Regions from separate parts of the Sus scrofa genome. Here region 2 is linked to region 1. The links are chromatin contacts, called in public HiChIP or PLAC-seq maps. All regions are on one chromosome and are shown on one strand. The core of a region is the stretch at or near the end of the contact, and the rest is flanking DNA. Distances in the headings are between cores, read along the strand shown.

Region 1 (7,093 bases), core at 1,997-4,496:
GGGAAGACCAAGGTAATGGCAAGACCAGAGAGAGTGAGTTGACCCCGGGCCAGAAGCCTGGATCTCTCTGTCTTTCCTTTCTGCCTAGGATGACGAAGCGCCTCCTTCAGTGATGTCGTTAGAAGGTGACATTCTCTGGGCCCTGAGCTCATAGCTGGCGCCCTGGCTTGTCTGCTGGTGAGAAAGTTAGAAAAGTTCTTCACACACCCACTCCCTCCCTTCCCTCACCCGGCCCATCTCACTGCCCTTCCTCCAGGAGTCACGGGGCCTAGATTATCCTATAATCCCTAAAAGACAACGTTGTTTTCACATGGCCTTCCACGCCTCCAAGAAATCCTCAACCACTCCACAGAAGCTCCCAGAAGCCTCTGTAGCTTCCATGTCAACCAGGGATTTAACCCCTCTGGCAGCCAGCCAAGCTCCATCCTCCCCAAGGCTGTCTTATCCCCGGGACAGGCCCTTAGAGTTTCCTCTTTGGGTCCCCCCGCCCCCAGCACTCCCTCCCTCAGCCTTTTCACTGCCTAGCTTCAAACCAGTTCTTTCTAGGGACCCCCATCCCCTGCGGGCACCTTTTTTGGTTCCCTTATTCAAAGCCGAAGCAAGCATTCATCCTGTAAACTCCGTGCTGACGGAGAGAAACACATCTGGGTTTTGAGAGTAAAGAGTGTGTTTCCTGTGGGGCATGAATTCGCTATTTGTGGAATGAACACAGAGGCCTGCGAGAGCCTGGGGGGAGGGAGCCCAGCCATGCCTGGAGAGGCACAGCGTGGCTGACTTGGGGTGTTATTCATTCTTTAGGGTCTTGCTTTCTTCTTCAGTGGAATGAGATCATGATGCCGCCCTCATTAGGTTGAGGGGTTAAATGAGATATAAGTGGACCATTATTAGCACAGAGCCAGGCCATATAGTGGGGGGGTCAGCAAACATTACTCTCTCCCCACCCCCCCAGGCCCACCTTAACCCCCCTTAAGACCTTCTGTGTGCCTGCGCACTTTCCCCAGCACTTGTCTCCAGTTCTGGCTCGCTGCAGTAGCTTTGGCAGAAAGGTAGTGGCAGCGACCTGCACGGCCAAGCCTTGCTCTGGCCCCCTTCGCCTTTTGCAATTCTCCCCCCCAGGACAGCGTTACTTCCCTCCCAAAGCCTCTCAAACCTGTCCCAACCTTACTCTCATAATCCGTGGCCTCAATCAGCAAGGCTTTCTGAATTCCCCCTCCTGCAATTGGAGCTGACTCCCCAAGCATTGGTTTATTGCACTTGGTAATTCCAAGTCTGTGTCACAGGATACAGCAGCCACGGTGAAGGTCATTTCACACCTGGCCTCGACAGGGCTTGAACAGTGGCATCCAAAGTGATAGGATCACGTCCTCCCCTTGTGTTTTATGAGAGGGGAGAAGGGGGTGCACGCGGCCATCTTCTTTGGCCTAGACCTGTTCTCTCAGGCCAGCACTGTTGGCATTTTAGACTGGCTGATCCTCTGTTGTGGGGACTGACCTCTGTGTTGTAGAAACTTCCCACTAGAGGCCAGTAGCTCCCCATCCCCCTGTGGAGACGATCAGAGATGTCTGTCTCAGTCATTGTCCAGGGTCCCCTGGGAGGCAAATCATGCCTGGCTGAGGACCACTGGCATAGACTTATCCCCGTCAGCTAACGTGGAAGCTGCTGTTTCCTCTGAGAAGGATACGTGGGATGGAAGACAGACTGCCTTTGGGCGCCACATCCTTGCACAGTTTGAAACTTTTTACCATGTGCATTTATGACTTTTTCCCAAAGCAGGCAGAGGGCTCCGTAATGTTGTGGTGCTTTTGTCTTTTTGAGGAAGGAAAAGTAGCAGTTAGCTGATACAGCAAAGCCCCCTCCCTCTTGCCACCAACATTGTCTGGTTTCTACTATCCTTGCAGGCCACCCCAAAGCCTAGCATCCAGCAACTGCAGAGCCACCACCACAGTTAGGCGGAGAGACCCATTGGCTGCTCCCACGAGGCCCCCAGAGAGGAAGGCTCACCAGCATTTCCTACCACTTGGGGGGCTGCCTGGGGACCAGAGGCTCCACCCAGCCCTCTCCCTCACTGGCTGTCTCTCTGCCTCCTAGATCGAAGGCCGAATCACAGAGACTCCCCAGGAAAGTCCAAACCCCCCCAACCCCACTGGTCAGTGCCCCATCTGCCGCTGGAACCTGAAGCACAAGTATAACTACGAGGTGAGTCTGAGCACAGACACACATTTGCACATTGAGGAGCTCGTGTTGCCCCTGGGCTTAAGCAGCATCTCATGAAGCCACCAAGACAGAAGCATCTTGTCCGGCGCTCTCCCTCCCGGCTGCACATCAATCACTGGGAAGGGAGTTCCCTGGTGGCCTGGCAGTTAAGGACTCACTGTTGTCACTGCTGAGGTCTGATCCTTAGCCCAGGAACTTCCACATGCCATGGAAGCAGCTAAAAACAAAAACAAAAAAAATACAGGGAGGTTTAAAAAATGTTCAGGCTCCACCCCCCAGACATTGACTCCAGCGGCCTGGGCTAGAGCCCAGCCATCATTATTTTGGAAAGCGCCCTAGGTGATTCTAACGTGCAGCAGGGTAGAGAGTCAGTGACTTAGTTCGTGTGATTCAGACCACCAGGGCCCTGGGGCCCAGTCTCAGGGCTGTGTTCCTGGGAAGCCGGGGGCGGGGGGGCCGTGCGGGGATCAGGATCTGGGTTTGGCTTCCTCCTTCTGTACGGAGGGCATATCGGGAGAGCCCCAGGGTGATCTGAGGGCCCATTACTCTCTTTCCACATTGGACTTACAGAGACCTGTTTGCTGTGGCTCTTCCACAGCCGTGTGTCATGGAGAGATGGCGAGAGAGAAGTGTGTGTGAGCTGCATGCAGTGCTGCTCTGTGTGAAAGCACCTCCATGCCCTCATTCACTTAGTTTTCACAGTATCCCCATCAAGTGGGTACTGTATTTATAAATGAGGAAATGTGAGGCATGGCGAAGTTAATGAGCTAGTGAATGTCAGAGCTGGGACGCAAACTCGGGGGTACAAAACCCAGGCAGGCCTGGGTCCCTGCTACCGTTCTCCATCATCTAGAGATGGGGCAGGCCCGGGGCAAGACACAGCCCTGGAGAAACCCTCACTTGTCCTTCAGTGTTCTGTGGGTGATATTAAGCACCCTATTTTTAGGTTTCAGGTGATTCAGGCTCTGGGCCAGTGTGACCTGCAGGTTGTCCCTGTGCCCCTCTGTGGAATAGGATGACTAAGGGCAGAGATCCTGGTCAGGTGGTGAGAGCAGGAGAGGCCACATGCCCATGGGATCTGAACAGAACAACCCAACTAATCTCCTGGGCTGGGAGCCTTGGCTTCAGGCCACCCCAAGGTGGGGGTGGGGGGTTCTGCCCTGCCCGGGCCTTCTGCTTCTGGCCACCTGGAGTAGCAGGGAACTTGCAGGCCACGGGGCAGTGTGCTCAGCTTCTTGTGACGTGGAAGTTAGTGGGGTGGTGGCCCTGCTTGGCATCCCAGCTGCAGGTGAGGAGGTGACTCCCCACCCCCACCCCACATGCCTGGCCACCGGAGAGCACTCTTCCTACCAGCCATTTCCAAGAAATGGACTTGGCTCTGTTTATTCAGCAGGAGAAATCCAATCCCCTCCAAGGTGAAGCCTGAAGAAGTTGTTTTCGTTTTACCCCTTCCTGCTCAGGACACCACCAGCCTGGCTGCACAAAGCTATCGGCTTGTTTGGCAGCCTGCAGTGGGGGCGCTGAGGCTGTGAGCCCAGTGTATTAGCCCTGGATAATCCAATCCAAATTCTTTTTTATCAGATTCTGAAGATTACAGGGGTGGGGATTGGGGGCCTGGGTCCCCTGGGAGCTGTCCAGTGACTAAAACAAATCTGCGGTTATGCAGCAAGGGAGCAAGGGAGCGAGGCGCCTGCCAGGGCAGCGAATCAGTTTGTGAACCAGGACTTTGCAGAAGGGCAGGCCACGCCCCTCGGGGTAGGCGGGGCGGGAGACTTATTTAACCCCCTCAGCCAGATGGTGAGAATTGGGAGGGAAAGTGGTCTCTCTTGATTCTGGCTCTGTTTATCCCTCTTTCCTTAATTCAATACAAAGCAGTCTGATGGCTCAAAGAAAGCCCAAGAATCCATTTACATCTGGTCCCGAGGGTTTGGAAAGACCTGGGATTTAACCTCTCAACCCTGGCCCCTTCGTCTTCAGCTCGTTGCTGCCTGGGGCTTCAGAGGGAACAGCAGACTGTAGGGGGCTCTCCAAGGGTCCTCTAGCCTGTGGCTCGTAGGCTGGGGCAGAAGAGGTGCAGGTTTTCCCCTCTTGGGCAGAAATACAGAACATACCCCTGCGACACCCAAGAAAAGCAGACCTTTCATCACCAGGGAAGGTGTCGGTGTGTTCTCGTTCGCTAACCTAGTCTCTGAAAAGACCATCTCACGGAGGAGCTGAGCGCTCTTGGGGTGGTAAGAGGGTCAGGAAATCTAGCTAAGTGGGGATTGAAGTCTTAGGAGGGTGGAGGCCGCAGGCCCATGCGCAAAGCTCTGTGGAGGGATTTGGTCTCAGGTCGGTTCCAGAGGGAGGCTTCAGCCCCTTGCAGTCCCTCCAGATGACTCTCCTCTCCTATTTTCTGTTACCACCAGGATGTTCTGCTGCTCAGCCAGTTCATCCGGCCACACGGGGGCATGCTGCCCCGAAGAATCACAGGCCTGTGCCAGGAGGAGCACCTCAAAATTGAGGAGTGTGTGAAGATGGCCCACCGGGCAGGTAGAAGGCCCCTCGGGGCTAAGAGGGCATGGGGCTGTGGGCACCACTTCCACCCTCCAGCTGCCCCATGGTCCGGCCCCTCCTGGACTGGCTTCATGACACGCACCCGCCTGGGCCAGCCTCCCACCCCCTTGGGCTTTCCCTCCAGCCATCCCCTTAAGTACTCCTCCCTCCACTCAGGTCTGCTCCCAAATCACAGGCCGAAGCTTCCTGAAGGATTTGTTCCAAAGAGCAAACCCCGACTCAACAGGTAAGCCACCTTGGGTGTCAGCACCCAGAGAGTTCTGCAGGCCCTCGGCCCTCGCTGGGGAAGCCGCCTCCTGGAGCTCATCCCACGGCTCAGAAAAGCCAGAGTGCTCCACCCCCCACCCCCCCACTCCCCATGCTCGGTTCCACACTGCAGTTGCCGCTGTGTGTGCCTCTGTTACCCTCCCAGCCATCCTCGGCCCCCCTCCTTGGCTCTCCCCCGCCCTTAGCATGGGGTAAAGGGGTAAGAAGGTCTGCTGCTCGGGCATTAGAATGTGCTAATCCTCTGTTTATGACATCATACTGGGTTGCTATGGGAATGTCAGAGCACTTCTACAAACCTTCAGTCATAGCACCGGGGTTATTAAAGGGCAGAATGAGGCCTTAGAAATGGAAATGAGAGGGCTCTCGTGGCAGGGCCGCTGGGTAGAGCTCTACAAATCCGACACTGCAGAACTTCAAGGCTGCCTCCACGTCGACTAGGTTGCGAATAGTGCTCCTAGAGTTGTGCAGTCAACGACCTGCACAGCTACACGTGGCGCTCCATGAGGTCCCGAGGTTCTACAGAGGAGGAGAGGAAGGCCCCTAGATCCTGGAATCCGTCAGTCTGCCTTCCAGCCTAAGCAGGGTGGCCCCTCTGGTGTAGAAATAGATTCTTGTTTGACACCCAAAAAGTCATCTCTGATGATACCACATCACATACTCCTAGCACTACAGTATCCCTTTGTTGAGAGTAGGTCTGTGTCTGTAAAGTTGATGTTGGTGTTTTTTCTTGTTCCCCCCATCAGTGGCCCCTCCCTCCTTCAGCCTGTCCTGACACCACTGAAACTGTGGTCTGTGGTTAAAGCAAAGCAAGACACTCTGCCCGCAGCAAACCTCCTAGGCTGATCCCCAACAGAAGCCAGGCATGGAGCATAGGAGGCCATGGATTGCTGGGCTGGGGGCACAGGGCCAGCACTAAGGCTTCACGCACGCCTGGCCACCTGCACCGCCCACACTGCTAGCTAGGCCATCTGCCAGCAGCCCTGAGGGAATGGGACATATTAACCTCTTTCTGTCTTTCCCAAAAGTGCTGTGGACCATTTGGGGGTTGAGCCCACCCCCGCCCTGACTTGTTCAGAGACAGCAGCAGGCCTCAGGACACAATCCATCCTGCCCTCGGGCCTTTGAAGCAAAGCCAGACTCCCTCCCATATATCCGGTGTCCTTTAACGTGACACAGGATTGATGACGTGTGGGGGCTCTAAGGTTGCAAAAGGCCACCCTGGGGAGGAGAGGGAGTCCTGGCTATGAGGGAGGTTGATTCCTTACAAGGGACATTATGATTCCATCCAAAGGTCCTTGAGCTGCCAGGCACTGGCCTAGGCCCTCCTGGGCCCTGGGGAGCCACGCTTCCTCCTTCCCCACCCCTTCGGGAGAGGTAGGAGAAAGGAGCCTTGGTGCTTCTTAGAGCTGGAGTGACCCCAGAGAGCTGGCCAGAGGCCCCGGCCCTCTCCCCGTGGCTGGCTGCTCTGTGTAGCACAGGCCTCAGGTCCAGGGACAGCTAAAGCCTGGCTTCCTGAGGTCTCTCCAGGGCGAGGGGGAAAGGACAGCTTTGGGGCAACAGCTTCGGAGGACCCGGTCAGCCTTCGGGTTTTCTGGGTCTTCAGATCCGGTGGGCACCCCTTTGGGGGATTCTGCTCCCACAGCCCACTTCTCCACCCATCCCCCCAACCCCCCAAAGCCTGGGGCCTGCCACATGCTGCCGTCCCTTTACCCTTACTCTCCTGCCGGCGCAGCACCACCAGCCCGCCGCACAGGTGCTCCCGCTGGGGCGCTGACAGACCAGGACGCGGGGAAGGCTGCTCCCGCCTGCCCACCGCACCCCACAGCTCTTTACTTCCTCTCCCGGCAGAAGACGGAGGTCCAGGGAGCTCAATGGAAATATATACATCAGCAGCCATTTTTTCACTGGTATCTAAAAGTTTCAGCCACGGTTATTAATTTTTTAAATTAAGCCTCTCATTTGAGGGTCCCTGGAGGCAGCTGGGTTGAGCCGCAACCTAACATGGAAGCAGGGGAGGATCCTGGCCTTTGCCATGGTTGAGCTTTCAAGACAAAGG
Region 2 (7,093 bases), core at 2,668-5,167, 300 kb before region 1:
CATCCATGTTGTTGCAATTGGCAAAATTTCATTCTTTTTAATGGCCGAGTAGTATTCCATTATGTGTGTATGTGTATAAAACATCTTATTTACTCATTCATCTACTGATGGGCATTTACGTTACATCCATAGCTTGGCACCCGTAAATAATGCTCTACGAAAATTGGGGTTCGTGTATCTTTTCAAATTGAGTTTTCAGGTTTTTTTTGGATATGTATCAAGGAATGGAATTTCTGGGACATGTCGTAGTCTTAGTTTTCTGAGAAACTTCCTTACTGTTTTCCACAGTGGCTGCACCAATTTTCATTCCCTTTGTACTAGGGTTCCCTTTTTCTCCACGTCCTCACCAGCACTTCCTATTTGTGTTCTTTTTCAGGTATGAGGTGATATCTCATTGTGGTTTTAATTTCCATTTCTCTGACGATTAATGATGTTGAGTATCTTTTCATGTGCCTGTTGGCCATCTGAATGTCCTCTTTGGAAAAATGTCTATTCAGGTCTTCCGCCCATTTTTTAACTGGGTGTTTTTTTTTTTTTTTTTTTTATGTTGAACTATATAAGCTGTTTATATATTTTGGATGTTAACCTCTTATTGGTCATAAGATTTGCAAACATTTTCTCCTGTTCAGTAAGATGTCTTTCTTACTATTGTGGAATTCTCTATTTCCCCCTTCTGTTTTTTGTTTAGTGTATTTTGGGGCTCAGTTGGTATGTGTTTATTATATCATTTTGATGCATGTGTTTATTATATGTGCTTATTATGTGTTTATTATATCATTTTGATGCATGTGTTTATTATATGTGCTTATTATGTGTTTATTATATCATTTTGATGAATTGACCCATTCATCATTACAAGTCTCTGTCTTTAGTATGTTTTATTGTCTTAAAATCTATTTTATTTAATATTGATATAGACACTCGACTTATATGATGCTGTTTGCATGCTATATATATTTTCATTCTTTTGCTTGCAACCTATTTGTGTTTATGGATCCAAAATATCTCTTGTAGGAAGTGTTTAAATGAATCTGGTTTTTTTAAAATCTGGTCTGATAATGTTTAGGTCATGCACATTTAATCTAGTTACTGATATGCTTGGATTTCTCTCTGCAATTTTGTTATTTTTTTTCTATATGTTTCACGTCTTCTTTGGTTGTTGTGCTTCTGGTCTTCCTTTATTGTCTTCTTTTGTGGTAAATAAATTTTTCTCCAATGTCCAATTCCTTTGTTGTTGTTTCTTTATTGAATATTTGAATTATTAATCTCAGTTTTTCCAGAGATTATAATAGGTAACTTATCACAATATACATCAGTTTAACACTAATTCAATTCCAGTGAACCATCAAAACTTTGCTCCAATATAACTTAATTCCCTCTCTTACCCTTTATGCTATTATTATCACATATGTTGCATCCATATATGTTATAAATCAATGTGTTATAATTATTGTTTTATATGATCGTATGTCTTTTAAAAAACTTCTGAAAAGAAAGGAGAACAATACATTTATAGAATGTTTTATATTAACCCACATATTTATCATGTCTGGTCCTCTTCATTTTTTTCTGTGGATGGAGGTTATTGTCTGACATCCTTCTCTTTCCAGTATAATTCGATTCCCTCTTTACTTTATGAACCCAACAGTTGTTTTTTAAATCAGTTGAGAGGATAAAAAAGAAATGCATATTTGTAGTGTCTTTGTATTTGCCTATATGATGGCATTTTTTGGTGTTCTTTATTTCTTTTTTTTTTTTTTTTTTTTGGTCTTTTTGCTATTTCTTTGGGCCGCTCCCTCGGCATATGGAGGTTCCCAGGCTAGGGGTCCAATCGGAGCTGTAGCCACCGGCCTACACCACAGCCACAGCAACGCGGGATCTGAGCCGAGTCTGCGACCCTACACCACAGCTCACAGCAACGCCAGATGGTCAAACCACTGAGCAAGGGCAGGGACCAAACCTGCAACCTCATGGTTCCTAGTCGGATTCATTAACCACTGCGCCACGACGGGATCTCCCTTTATTTCTTCATATGGATTCAAGTTACTGTCTGGTGTCATTTCTTTTTACCCTGAAGGACTTCAGGTATTTTTTATAAGGCATGCCTGTTAGCAACAAATTCCCACTCTTTGTCTGGGAGTTTCTTATTTCACCTTCATTTTTGAAGGATACTTTTATTGGACAGACTTCTTCACTGACAGGATTTTTTTTCTTTCAGCACTTTGTCTTTTTTTTTTTTTTTTTGCCTTTTCTAGGGCCACTTCCTGCGGCACATGGAGGTTCCCAGGCTGAGGGTCTAATCGGATCTGTAGCTGCCAGCCTACACCAGAGCCACAGCAACGTGGGATCCGAGCCGCGTCTGCAACCTACACCACAGCTCACAGCAATGCCAGATCCTTAACCCACTGAGCAAGGCCAGGGATCGAACCTGCAACCTCATGGTTCTTAGTCGGATTTGTTAACCCCTGCGCCACGACAGGAACTCCCTCTTTCAGCACTTTGAGTATGCCATCTCCCTCCTTTTGGTCTCTATTCTTTTACTGGCACAAAATCAGCTGTTAATTTTATTGTGGTTCCCTTGTATGATGTATCTTTTTCCTCTTGCTACTTTCAGGATTTTCTCTGCTTCTGTCTTTCAACAGTTTCAGTGTGATGCCTATGGATCTTTTTTTATTACTGCCACTTGAGCTGTGTTTGAATGTGTAAAATAATATTTTTCACCAACTTTGGGAATTTGGGAACCATTATTTCCTCAAATATTTTTCTGCCTTTCTCTCCTCTTCTCCAGAACGCCATTAAGTGCACATTTTATGTTCAGTGATGTTCTGCAGGTATCTGAGCCTCTGTTAATTTTTCTTTATTCTTTGTTTCTTTCTGTTCTTTAGACTGAATAATCTCTGTTGCTCTATTGCCGATTCTTTAATCTCCCAGCTCAAAAGATGCTACTGAAACCCTCTAGTGAATTTTTATTTCAGCTATTTTACTTTTCAACTCCAGAATTTCTTTATGTATATATTTTGTCTCTTTATTGATATTGTGTGTGTGTGTGTATGTGTATATATTGGTCAGAAATTGTGCTTAAATACCTTGATCCATTTAGGATCCAAGGCGTCTGTGTACAGGTTGGGGAACACATTCAAGATTTAGGCAGTTTATGGAGTTCCCATCGTGGCTCAGTGGTTGGTGAATCCGACTAGGAACCATGAGGTTGCAGGTTCAATCCCTGGCCTTCCTCAGTGGGTTAAGGATCTGGCGTTGCCGTGAGCTGTGGTGTAGGTTACAGACGCGGCTCGGATCCCGCGTTGCTATGGCTCTGGCGTAGGCCAGCGGCTACAGCTCCGATTAGACCCGTAGTCTGGGGATGTCCATATGCCGCAGGAGCAGCCCTAGAAATGGCAAAAAGCCAAAAAGAAAAAAAAAAAAAAAAAAGAAGATTTAGGCAGTTTAGGAGTTCCCGTGGTGGCTCAGTGGGTTAAGGATTCAGCGAGGCCGTGAGCTGTGGTGGAGGTTGCAGACGTGGCTCGGATCCCGCGTGGCTGTGGCTGTGGTGTAGGCTGGTAGCTGTTAGCTCTGATTCAACTCCTAGCCTGGGAACCTCCACCTGCCGTGGGTATGGACCTAAAAAAGCAAAAAGAAGAAAAAGAAAAAAATTAGGCAGTTCACCTATCTGTCTCAACTCTTACTCCCTGTGTGTTTAGCCAGGGATGGGCAGATAGCTGAAGCCCCCTCCAGTCTCCTCTTAGGGTTCATGCAACTTCCCACAACCCTAGAGATGCATGGGAGCTTATCTAGGCTCCCTATAGCTTTCTTGTTCCTGGATATCCCTGTGAAATGTTTTGTAGTTCTGCTGATTTGTCACTTGCCCCAACTAGTATGCTACCTCAGGCCAGCTGTGTCATTGGCCTTAACAGACGTAATTAGAAAGAAATAGACTTTAGCTGAGCACATGCTCTGATCATATTTCTTGATAAGGGTGCACAGTGCAATAAATGTGGCAATGGCTGGTCTACTTTTGGGCATCTCTACCTGGTCTGCCCTGGCTGGGGGCTCCGTCTGGATGGTGAGCTCTGGATCGGGCATCCCTTGGGTGGGGTCTAGGGGACACCTGAGAAGAGCTGTTGCAGCAACTGGATTCTCTGGAAGGCATCTCAGGGGCCAGTGGTGGTCATCCAAGGTAGTTGAACTTGACTCCCTAGGACAGCCGGCCATGCAGGGATGCAGGCCTGGCTGCTCTGTCAGCAGGCCTGGGGTGGGGAGCCAGGTGCCCTCCATGCTGGCTTCCAGCCATCAGAAGCCTGCCAGGCACTCAGGAAGGAGATCTAGCAGAGCCAAGAGAACGTTCAATTCTCTCAGGTCAGGGCTGCCAGCAAGGTGGGGGTGGGTCACCCTGGAAGCGACTGGCTCCTGCCCCAGATGCCCAGGCTGGAGAGGGCTGGGACCTGCGGCCTCCTTGGGCCCCCGGGTACTTACTTAGAAGACAAGGAGTCAGAGAACAGTCCCTCCCCCTGGGTACTGCCCCGTCCTTGGGGTGGGCACGTAGAGAGGCCTGTGCCCATGAGCTGAAGGTCAGTATGCAAGCACTGCGGGTGGGAGGGGTGGAGGGAAGAGGGGAAAGCTGGGCTGACAGTCACGTAGGCTGATGTCATTGGTCACTCCACCTCCCCGAAGTATCACTTTCCTCATGGCCAAGCCCACAGCTGAGTTCAGGGGGCAGTCACGTCCCATCCCTGGCTCTTAGGCTGCTCGCTGCACTGACTCTCGGGCTGCTGAGGTCAGGATGCCACTGTGTAGCCTCACTCAGCCCCAAAGGTGGGGAAGGGGAGCCTATGACGTGGTGGGCGTGGCAGGGACAGGTGCCCGGGGTCTAGGAGGGACTGGGCTGCTGAGAAGGTGTCCCGGGGTCCCTCGGGGGTGAAGGTGGGTTTACATCACAGGTGAGCAGCGCCGCAGTTCAGGAACTCTCAGTCTGAATGGGGAGATGCCCCCTGCCTGCAGGCAGCTCCCAGTCTGAGGGCGATGACAGAGCCCTCGCCCTTAGGGAGTTTCCAGTCTGATGGGAGAGATGGTCCCTGTTCTCGGGGAGCCCCTGACTGTGATGGAGGAGACGGTCCCCGCTGACAGAGACAGCAGCCGTGTCTGAGCTAAGCATGGTGGTGGCTGGGATTGGAACCCCCTTCCCTGTTCTCTCCTCTAGTGTAAGGCTCCCAGGTCACCCAGAGCAGCTCCTTTGGAGGATCTGTTGCCCAGACACGGGGAGGACCCGGCAGGTGCCCTGCATGTGACGGGCCACATGCGATAGGGAGGGGCTGCCAGAGCCTAAGTGCAGACAGACAGCGGCGTCCCCGTGTCTGAGCGCGTCCTTGGGGCTGGGTCCAGCAGAGGGAGCTGGCAGCCAGCGGGAGCTAAGCAAGCCAGCCCTGACCCCAGAGATGGCCTTGAGGCGCTCCTGCTGCCCACCCAGGGTGAGGGACTCACCCTACAGCTGAGCCAGAGTGTCGGCAGCTTATGTGGGGGCCCAGGCCTCCTCAGCCCACCCCAGCACCCAGGCCTGCCCTGCAGGGACCCCTCGGCAGAACCCCAAATTCCACACTTCCCCCTGGGCTTGTGGAGTCCATTCCACAATCCCCGGGACAGGTGGAAAGACAGGGGTCAGAGCTCTGGGTGTGAGTTCTGCTCCCTCTTTTACTAGTTCTGTGACTCTGGGCAGGTTCTAGCATCACTCTGGGCCTCAGTTTCTTCATCTGTAAAATGGGCTGCTGTGGAGGGAAAAATGCATGGAACGTGCCTGGCACAGAGTGGCTGCCAGGTAGGCAGCTTCCCTTCTCCTCACTGCATTCCTCTCTGCTTCACACAGGGGCACCTCCTCAAGCTGAGGCCAAAAGGCTGAGGGGAAAGCCAGCCAAGGTCAGGTGGCGCTAACCAGGGTGGGCTTCCTTTAGAGATGAGATGTGAGTTGGGTCTAGGGAGATGCTTGCTCTCAGCCCCTAACACAGACACGCCAAGCTGCCACCAGAATGAAGTGGCACTGAGGGCACAAGGGGCAGGACCCCATCGGCTCTTCCCTTAGCACCATTCCACTCCTGTGCCCCCGGCTGCAGGTCAGCTCTTAGCAGGACTTGCTGGACTCTTGCCACCCCAACGGTGCTGAGGTCTCTTTGGGGCATGTTGCTCTCTGGGTGTCCCCTCCCTTTCTTGCTCAACAGATTTACTGAGTACTCACTATGTGCCAAGCCCTCTTCCAGGCCCAAGAGAGACAGCCATGAGCCAAAGCGACAGAGGCCCTTCGGCTACAGCTCCGATGAGACCCCTAGCCTGGGAACTTCCATATGCCGTGTGTGCGGCCCTAGAAAAGACAAAAAGACAAAAAACAAAACAAAGCAAAACAAAAAGTGACAGAGGCCCTTGACCTCATGGAGCTGGCATTCTAGTGGAGGGCGAAAACCTGGAACAAAAGAAATATCTTAGAAGGTGGTAAGTCCTCTGAAGGAGAATGAAGAGGGAGGACGGATGGGGTATGGGAGTAAGGGGGTGACGCAATAGAGAAAAGGCCACACTGAGAAGGTAATGCTGGAGTAAAGATCTGAAAGAGGGATCCGTGTGCAAAATGAGGGGAAAACATTCTGAGAGTGGGAAAAGCATGTGCAAAGGCCCTGGGGTGCTTGCAGAGCTAGCTTGTTGGAGGAGCAGCAAAGGTGTGGAAGGGATGAGGGAGGGAACAGTGGCAAATGAGGCCAGAGAAGTAGAAGGGACCAGATCCTGGGGGACTGGACTCCCAGAGGTCAAAGGATGTATCTGGGGACACTTCCTGGGATGGAGTGGAAGGCCCGCAGGACCCCAACCCAGAACCTGCCCCTACCCGCCACTGCCCTGGAGCATCTAAGCAGAGGGGTTTAGCCCAAGACCCACCATCTCCCAAGAGACCCCAGCTGAGCATGTCAAACTCTGGTCCCACCCTTCAGAGGAAAGGCTGAGGTCCTGGGGTTGAGGGAATATGAGTTGAGAGCTGGCGAGACTGAGTGACCCCTGGCCCCCACGGTCCCTGGCTGTGCTGCAGGAGAGTGGAGGTAGCTGTGGCCCCCAGGTGTGTGCTGCT

What was found. HiChIP or PLAC-seq counts read pairs in DNA pulled down with a chosen protein or histone mark.
Region 2: a contact with region 1 is called in an H3K27ac HiChIP or PLAC-seq map of skeletal muscle, with 3 times the contacts expected there. The contact joins two enhancer-like sites. A contact is called at or near these places in 1 of 47 Hi-C or Micro-C datasets (embryonic fibroblasts) and 1 of 2 datasets of contacts at active chromatin or transcription factors (skeletal muscle).

The regions. Positions count from the first base shown.
Region 1 is chr7:38,642,719-38,649,811 of Sscrofa11.1, reverse strand. It overlaps MRPS18A (39S ribosomal protein S18a, mitochondrial), which reads left to right. Exons shown (of 7, transcript XM_021098784.1): 4 at 2,089-2,196; 5 at 4,623-4,746; 6 at 4,927-4,996. Among named protein-coding and RNA genes, the nearest start is that of MRPS18A, 11 kb to the left of the region's middle. Within about 2 kb of position 3,246, at least 11 of the 83 cell types and tissues checked have an H3K27ac peak or open chromatin away from gene starts, as enhancers often do. A contact at or near this core is called in skeletal muscle, where this site is marked.
Region 2 is chr7:38,945,530-38,952,622 of Sscrofa11.1, reverse strand. No RefSeq gene overlaps it. Among named protein-coding and RNA genes, the nearest start is that of C7H6orf223, 44 kb to the left of the region's middle. Within about 2 kb of position 3,917, at least 8 of the 83 cell types and tissues checked have an H3K27ac peak or open chromatin away from gene starts, as enhancers often do. A contact at or near this core is called in skeletal muscle, where this site is marked.